Regions from separate parts of the Triticum aestivum genome. Here region 1 is linked to region 2. A link is a contact called in public HiCAR-type data. All regions are on one chromosome and are shown on one strand. Each heading gives the region's core, a stretch centred on a gene start, on an enhancer-like site or on the middle of the called end of the contact. The rest is flanking DNA. Distances are from core to core; before and after follow the strand shown.

Region 1 (4,074 bases), core at 975-3,474, 190 kb after region 2:
CCCCCAAGTGTTGGTTAATCCATGGAATTCTGCTAGCTATGAGAGCAGACATGGCGCGACCATTCGCCACGAAATCACATACTCCATCCGTTTCAAAATAGATGACCTAATTTTATATTAAACCTAGTATAAAGTTGAGTCATCTATTTTGAAACGGAGGGAATATTTGAATAAGGGCTTTGATAGTTTTTGTTTTGGCACATGTCTGAAGTCAATGAGTCTGTCTATAGATTTGTAAAGCAAGCCTCCGAGGATATATGGTGTCTTTGGTTGAAATATGTATTGCTCCATTCCTTCATAATTATATTCACATCTCCTGCGATCCTCATGTGTCATGAATAAAACCTTTGACTGAAAAATGGCCGCTCGAGATGATGCGGTCCCATCAACTGGGATTGACTGATACATGGGGTCGCAGACCATATGGCCCGCATGACCCTAGGTCACCTCACGTCGCGTCAGCCAATCTAAGAGCCTCTCCAACGGTGTACATCAAAACACCTGTAAATGTCCATAAGAAGGAGGTTTGTGGCCGTCCATAACTCTACCATGTAGCCGCCCAACATCCCAGACCCACACAAAACCCTCGTCGCGCATCCCTCTCCAGAAATGTCTCTGGACATTCATGTCGGTCCGCCGTTCCAGAGCGGGCATAAATGGACGACAACGGTCTTGCCGACGTGACCGGACGGCTGACTGATGCCGCTTCACCGCTTCAATGCGAATGCGGAGAAAAGTGGCGCCGACCAATCCGGCTATTTAAGTAGGACGACCGTGCCGGCAAACCTGACATACCATCCTCTCGTTCATGCGCTCCTACATCTCCTCTCCGCCGCACTCCGCTACGCATTGATGGGAAAGTCCGACGACGGCTCCTGGTGGTTCTTAGTGCCCACGGGGGTCCACGAGGTCGTCCGGATCATGGCGCCACCAATGCTCTCTGCCCCTCTGGGCCCATCAGCATCAACCACTCCGTCGGCGGCCACGGTGATGGAGGAGGTTGTGCTCTCCTCGAACAACGAGGAGTTGCAGCAGTCGCCCCTCCTCGCCGAGGCCGCACACAGGGACGTATTCGTCCCGGCCAGATGCTGCTCTTGATCGAGCAGTCTCGCCACGACCATGGTCTGGCGCCTCCCTCGCCGACGCACAACGTCCACGTCAACCAGGATCCACCCTCGTCACCGGCACAACGCTTCCACGACATCCAAATTGAACACACTGCATGAAGGATGAGCCCTCGTTGCCCCAACGTAGCACGGGCGGGCCGTTCTTGCAGCCGGCCCGCCGCGTAGATTTCGATGCGGCAGGAGCCGGTGCCGTCATCGCCACCTCGTTGGTCCGGGAGCCAGTGGGCCTGTGAAGATGGAGGAGGCGCCCGACCCGATCGCCAGCACGCGGGGGCGCCTCCTCCACTATCTTGGACGTGGTGGCGAGGGCGGCCACTCCTCGCGCAGCATGATGGGCCGACAAGGCGGCCGTCGAGCAGGCACGCCGGGACTGGGTCCTTGCGGACCCCAACCTTATGTTGGCTTGGGCCAAGGACACGTGTTGGACGACGCACTGACATTCGCCCAATGTCGGTGCTAGATCAATGACCAGCTCTTCAAAAAAGTAATGGTAGAGTCCAAGCATGCCGGCCATGTTCTCGCCAAAGGGCAGGGTCGGGCGTGCCGGAGCGGCTTTCATGGACGACCGTCGTCACTATTGTGCTGAGCGCTTGTGCTAGGCGGCGGGGGCAGCCAATCGGCTGCGCCGCGAGCTCCAGGCGGCGGCGGATCAGGACTGTCGTGACCCCGTACGAGCCCTTCGGTCATTGGAAGGACGACGACGATGACAATGACAGAGGTGACGCCGGCCAGGGCTGCCACACGTATGAGGTCACCGTCCGATACCTCATATTTTAGTTAAATTTCGCCTGATGAACTTCATTAAATCTCATCCTTTCGAGGGCAATATATTTCAAAATTTAACAAACATTGTCAGATTCGCATGAATTTTATTCAACGCCGGTTTGAAATGGGGCAGACAGTTTTTTTTTTTGTGTAAAATGGGGCAGACTGTTGTGCATGCAGTCCGTGAGCGATGACCTCGTTGCGGCCCCTGCGCACGCGGCTCCGCCCACGGCGCTGGAATCGTATCGGTGTCGACGTGGCCCCGTTGCCGCGCCGCACCGCACCGCCTGGCTTTGTCGTCGTCTGGCCCAGAACGCCGCCACGCCGCACCGCGCACCATCACGAACCCAAAAGTCACCAACCGAGAGCCCGACTTGTGAAGAGGCGACACGGCCCACCAGCCAGCCACGCCGCTCCCTCCCCGCTTCGCGATCCCCTCCCTTCCTCCCCCTCCCCCGCGGTTGCCATGGCGGCTACGCTCCTCCGCCGGGCGCTCCAGCTCCGCCGCGCCCTCCCCTCTCCAGCTTCCTCGCGCGCCCTCCTCCCCGCGGCCTCCAGCCGTCTCCTCTCCGTCACCGCCTCCACCCAGCAGAACACCGCCGGCACCGCCATCGACCTCTCCAACGACGAGAGCCGCCGCCGCCTCGTCAACAGGTGCGTTTCCCAAATCGCTCCTTCGAGTCTTCAGCCTCTGGGCCGCCAAGTACGTTTGCTGACTGGGAGGCCGCGTACGTCCTCGTATACCCGCGTGCGTGCGTGCAGTCTGATGTACAGGAGCAAGCAGAGGGGCTTCCTGGAGCTGGACCTGGTGCTCGGGACCTGGGTGGAGCAGCACGTCCGCTCCATGGACGAGGCCAACATCCGCTCCCTGCTTCAGATCCTCGACCTCGTGAGCTACCCCGCCCTGCCCTATCCCTCCCCTCTTTACTCATCTACCTCGTCATCTCATTGCTTTTCTGTCTTACGATGGTATCTGTGACATACTTCAGACTAAAAAATGCAGCTAGCAGGGATATCCTTGGTTTCTGAATAATCTCTATCCAGTGCAGTGCAATGCTAAGAACATACTGTTTCTTTGTCCTGGATTTATGACTTCAGCCTGTTTCTGTTACGCTTGACCCAGTTAAATTGGTCCCGAACCACCCCCCGCCGGTTTATCTGTAATGTGCTGGTTAAAATTTGTTAATGGGAATAATCAGTGTTATGTGGGGGCATGCTGCAAGTATCAGATTAGTGGCTTCGCAAGAATTGACTAGACAAACACTTATGTCACATCTCATGTTCAGGGTTTAGTGTCAGAGATCTTACCTATGTTCCAGCCAGTCTTCCTCGAAAGCACATGCGTGTTAACAATGTTGTTCCTCTATAGTGCTACCTATCTGATTTTGTTGTAAACCATTGCATAACCTAGTCGTGTTAGATTTGCCCATCTCTTATGATAACAGTATGTAGAATCACCAGCTGAACGTGAACAGAGTGTTGCTAGCTGCTACACAAAATATCTAGTTTGGTGCGGTATCTGCCCTGTCTGTGTCTGCACGAATTAGTTTCTTGATGATCAACATAATCAGATAGTCCCTCTGTCCTAATTCACACATGGCGCCCACACATTTCAGTGTTCAACTTTGACCAATGAAACATCGATTATGTGCCACAAAAATACTACCGTTAAATTTGTACTAGAATTTTTTTCCAGTGATATAATTTGTATGGCACATTACTCATATATTATTGGTCTAATTGATGGTCAAAGTTAAATCACAAAAAGTGAGACCAAGTTGGGGTGGAGGAAGTACCAATTTCACCCCCCATCAAGTTTTATTTTATAGACCAATTTTTTGCATGGTATTGTTCATACCCCCTTTAGATATTTGGTGATCACAGTTAGAGTTGACATTAGAATCTTGGCTACAATTCTACTCCCTCCGTTCCCAAATAATTGTCTTTCTAGCCATCTCAAATGGACTACAACATACGGATGTATGTAGACATGTTTTAGAGTGTAGATTCACTCATTTTCCTCCGTATGTAGTCACTTGTTGAAATCTCTAGAAAGACAATTATTTAGGAACGGAGGGAGTAGTTTGTAGCACCGTAAGATATTCTTCCAGATGGTACAGTAATTTTTCCTTCCCAGCTCATATATAATTTTCTTTCAGAACTCTCTAGTGTGTAGATTATG
Region 2 (4,237 bases), core at 501-3,000:
GCACGTGACATGGCTGGCCATTTGGTAAGATAAGCAGGTGATGTGGCAGGCCATTTGGTAATGTGGTAGCTGTTCGGTGGTCACTGAGGTGAAGACCAGTTGAAAAGTTTCAAGTTGAACTCACGCATTTAAACTTTAAAAAGAAAGGAATTTGAAACATGGTTTTCATTAGGGGGGGGGGGGGGGGGGGGGGGTTGAAACGTTGGTTTTGGCACTATCTTTGCCTTGTTCCTTCATGACAATAGAGAAACATGGTTTTCATATAAGCGGGAACTTCGGAACGTTGGTTTCCGCACTATCTCAGTGTCTTGTTCCTTCATAAAAATGACTCCCTCCTATCCTAGTACTTTCTTCATATCTAGACAAATCTAAAATAAGTAATTCAAAACAGAAGTAATACAATATATATAGAGAAAAAAGTAAAGGCTCCTTTGCCTCTAAAAAATGCCTATAAATTTTATCTAAAGCCAAACAATGCAAAACTTGATCTGGTTTATGGGGAAAACTATCAAGAACTATGACAGCAGACTAGCATTATTATATACACAATAAAATGGGTGTGACTAGGTTCCAGTTGACTGAGACTTAACCATGTTTCGGTCGAGTGCTAAAACGTGTAGTAAAAGAAAACAAAGGAAAACTAGAAAGATAAATTACACAGATCTCAATGTAAGATCTCATGGATATAGCATCGATTGAGACATAACCAGGTGTATGAGACTTAGCAAGATTGTAATAAAAAATATGTGTACTTTAATATTATATATTGTGGTTGTTGATAAAGTTTGACTTGGGACATCTCCCTCGTTTTTATTTACTTTATATATTAGATTTGTTTCGGGTCAAACTTTCTAAATTTTGATCAATACCAAGTCAATATCATCAGAATCATCATTCAATATATTTTCATACCATGTATATTTTTTATTATGAAAGTTTATACTATTTTTGAAAGTCAAAACTAATATGCGAAGCAAATAAAAACGGGGGGAGTAATTACAGTAAGTCTTTAGAGAAGGAACGAGTAGTAGTAGTTAGCAGCAGGGTGACAAGACGAGATGAACTGAGAAGATGCATGGTTATACCTGCAGGAAGTTTGTGGCTGAGTTCCAGAGCGTGGGGAGGGCGCGGCTGCCGACGAAGGCGTCGACCTCGACGGAGAGCCCCTGGTACCTGACCTCGATCGCCGGCAGGTCGATGCCCACGCGGTCCACCCGGTCCCTGAGCCGCCTCAAGAAGCGCTCGCTGTCGTCCTGGAACACCCTCTCCAGCAGCGCCCTGCCGGCCTCGCCGCTGGCCAGCTGGTTGATGTCCACCAGTCCCTGTAGCTCGTGAGCGGCAGCGTCGGCGCCATCGACGGCGGCGTGGTTGGACAGGACGACGGCGCGGCGCATGCGGTCGTAGGTGGGCAGCTTCTCGAGCGCGGCCCAGCGCAGGTTCTCCTCGTCGTCGTCGTGGCCCTGCCGCGACGCGGCGCGGCCGAAGGGGTCGTCCGCGCCCGCCTGCTGGCGCAAGGAGTGCGAGATGGACCCGGAGCGGCGGGAGCCCCAGGAGGCCGCGCTGGCACTGCGGCGGCTGCCCGACAACGGCCCCAGCTGCAGCCCTGCCGTCGAGGACGGCTCCATGGCTGCCTGCGTCGCTAGCTAGCTGGGAGACAGAGGCTGCGCGCTCTAGCTGTGTGCGAAGGACCTAGTTCCTCCTTCCCGCCCGCAGGATGCACTCTGATCTTCTTCTTCTTCTTCTTCTAGTGCAGTAGTAATAGTGAGCATATATAGGGAACTCATGCGTGCATGGTTGCATGTGGTCGAGGGAAACGAAGGATGTTGTGCATATGCAGGGGTCAGCTCAGCTGGCTTGTTCGTTGCCACATGCATGAAACTTCCTCCGGCCGCCCACATAGCACGTACAGTAACAACGTGTTACGACTAGTCAGTTCCTGCAAACACGTGCATAGAAATAGAAAGGAGTAGTATTATAAGCATTCATGGGCGTAGCTAGTGTGAGTTTGGCAGGTCAAACCTGCATATTTAATTTCCAGCCATCATCTAGAAGGACTGAGATATGAATTTCCAGCCGCCGAATATCAAACGAGCGAGCGCGTGATCGATTCTTTTTCTTCTACTGTAGATATGATGCATGCATGGCTTAATTCCATCTATCTAGAAATCTAGAAAGAACATTAATAATTGATTTGTCAACCAACGGTCCTTCGTTCCTCCGCACGATCGATATCAACATACCACAGTAGAATCCATCCATGAATTGAATTCCGAGCATGCGGGAGTAGTCTATCTTCTTTTCCACGGCAGGGTCTACAATCCAGAAGGTCAATAGACGGACCAAAGAGATCCCAGCTGCTTCGAAGGTTCCTTCTGGTCTCCCTCCTTTTCCTCTGTTCTCAGCACGTGCAGCCTTTTCTTTTCTTTCCTTTTGAAAAATAGTTTTTTTTCTTTCCTTTTGACAACAACGTAGGTGGGTCAGGCGGCCCTAGAGGAAAAACATGGGCCATGAGAACATGTAGTTCAGCCGAGAAACAGTTGTCCAAGCGGATTGTCTAGACTCCTCCAAAGCGGGGTTCCTATACGGCGCGTACCGTGCTGGGGAGCGACATAGCGCATACCCCCCCCCCCCCCCCCTCGCTCGCTGCTATTAACATGGGCCGGCCCACTTCGGGTTTCACCCCCAACCGGTTTTGGGAAGGTTCTAGAACCTTCCCTGAACAGGGTTTTTTGTTTTTATTTCCTTTTTCTTCTTCTGTTTTCTTTTCGTTTTTCTTTACTTATATGTTTGACATTTTACTCTTTTTTTACCAATTTCCGAAAATCTATTAATTTGTGATTTATTTTTTAAGTTGTTAACTTTTTTTGGAGTGATGAACATTTTTTCAAAACTTGGTTTTATTTTTACTAATTCGTGTACATCCTCCAAAATCATGAACCTTTTTTTGTAACCGTGAACACTTTTTATAACTAATGAACATTTTTTAGAAATTGCGAACATTTTCTTAAATTTTTGAACATTTTTTTGAAATTTGTGAACATTCTCTTAAGTCATGAACATGTTTTAGAATTCATGAACAGTTTTTTTAAATCATGAACATTTTAAAATTATAGACTAAATTTTCAAAATCTGGTGCATTTTTTCCATATTTGTGAACATTTTTTGAATTAGTGAACATTTTTTTGAATCATGAACTTTTTTTTCAAATTCGTGACCATTTTTTGAATCGTGAACATTTCTTTTCAAATTTGTGAATGTTTTTTGAATTAGCGAACATTTTCTTGAATCATGAACTTTTTTTTTCAAATCAACGAATATTTTTCGAATTAGCGAACATTTTTCTGAATCGTGAACATTTTTCTCATATTCGTGAACATTTTTTGAATTAGCAAACTTTTTTTTGAATCCTGGACATTTTTTTTCAATTCACGATCATTTTTTGAATTAGTGAACATTTTTTCAAATTCGTGAATATTTTTCAAATTAGCGAGCATTTTTTGAATCATGAACATTTTTTTTCAAATCCACAAACCTTTTTTGAATTATAGAACATTTTTTTGAATCAGGATTTTTTCAAAATCATGAACATTTTTTTATTTTATGGACATCTTTTACAAATTTGTGAACAGTTTTTGAATTCCTGAGCATTTTCCTCTAATCATGAATATGTTTCAAAATCGTGATTGTTTTATTAAAATTAGCAACTTTTTCTGAAATTTTAGAACTTTTTTGATATCCCGAAGTACTGAAAAAAAGGAAAAAACAAGGCGGCGTCCCGGCCCGCACATGGCCCGACCCCAGCAGTGCGCAAAGGGGGGGAGCTGGGGGTGCACGCTCACTTCTTCCGCAACGCGTAGGTCGCCATATAGGCGCTCCCTCTCCAAAGCTCCTCCTAATTTGGTTTGGGTTTGTGGGAATTCAGACATCCGAACTGGTCCGTAGATGTTTGATGCATGGTGTTGGAGGGCAAAAAGTGTCTGGGCCACACGGTCCGGACGTTTATGGGTGTTCTGATGCATGTCGTTGGAGTTGCCCTTAAATAAGTATCTCATTTGTAATTGAATATAACCGTTCTTCTCCACAAATCCAAAATTCAAACATATTTGATTCGGTTCTATTTCATTCCTAATATATTTTTTTGGTGAAAAAGTGGCCGCAATGTGAGTTAAATTGATGGAACAACTAATAACACTTAGTTAAACTATAAAATAATGAACAAATAGTGGTGGGTGGATTC

What was found. HiCAR-type assays count read pairs that join an accessible place to other places.
Region 1: a contact with region 2 is called in a HiCAR-type map of leaf, with 8 times the contacts expected there. The contact joins the promoter of LOC123113731 here to the promoter of LOC101290576 in region 2. A contact is called at or near these places in 4 of 5 Hi-C or Micro-C datasets (leaf, root and an unstated tissue) and 1 of 1 datasets of contacts at active chromatin or transcription factors (leaf).

The regions. Positions count from the first base shown.
Region 1 is chr5B:625,984,415-625,988,488 of IWGSC CS RefSeq v2.1, forward strand. LOC123113731 (succinate dehydrogenase assembly factor 2, mitochondrial) reads left to right here and starts at 2,225. Exons shown (of 4, transcript XM_044535040.1): 1 at 2,225-2,546; 2 at 2,655-2,781. The coding sequence starts at 2,359.
Region 2 is chr5B:625,797,736-625,801,972 of IWGSC CS RefSeq v2.1, forward strand. It overlaps LOC101290576 (ABC transporter G family member 48), which reads right to left and starts at 1,751. Exons shown (of 19, transcript XM_044535037.1): 1 at 1,086-1,751. The coding sequence starts at 1,625.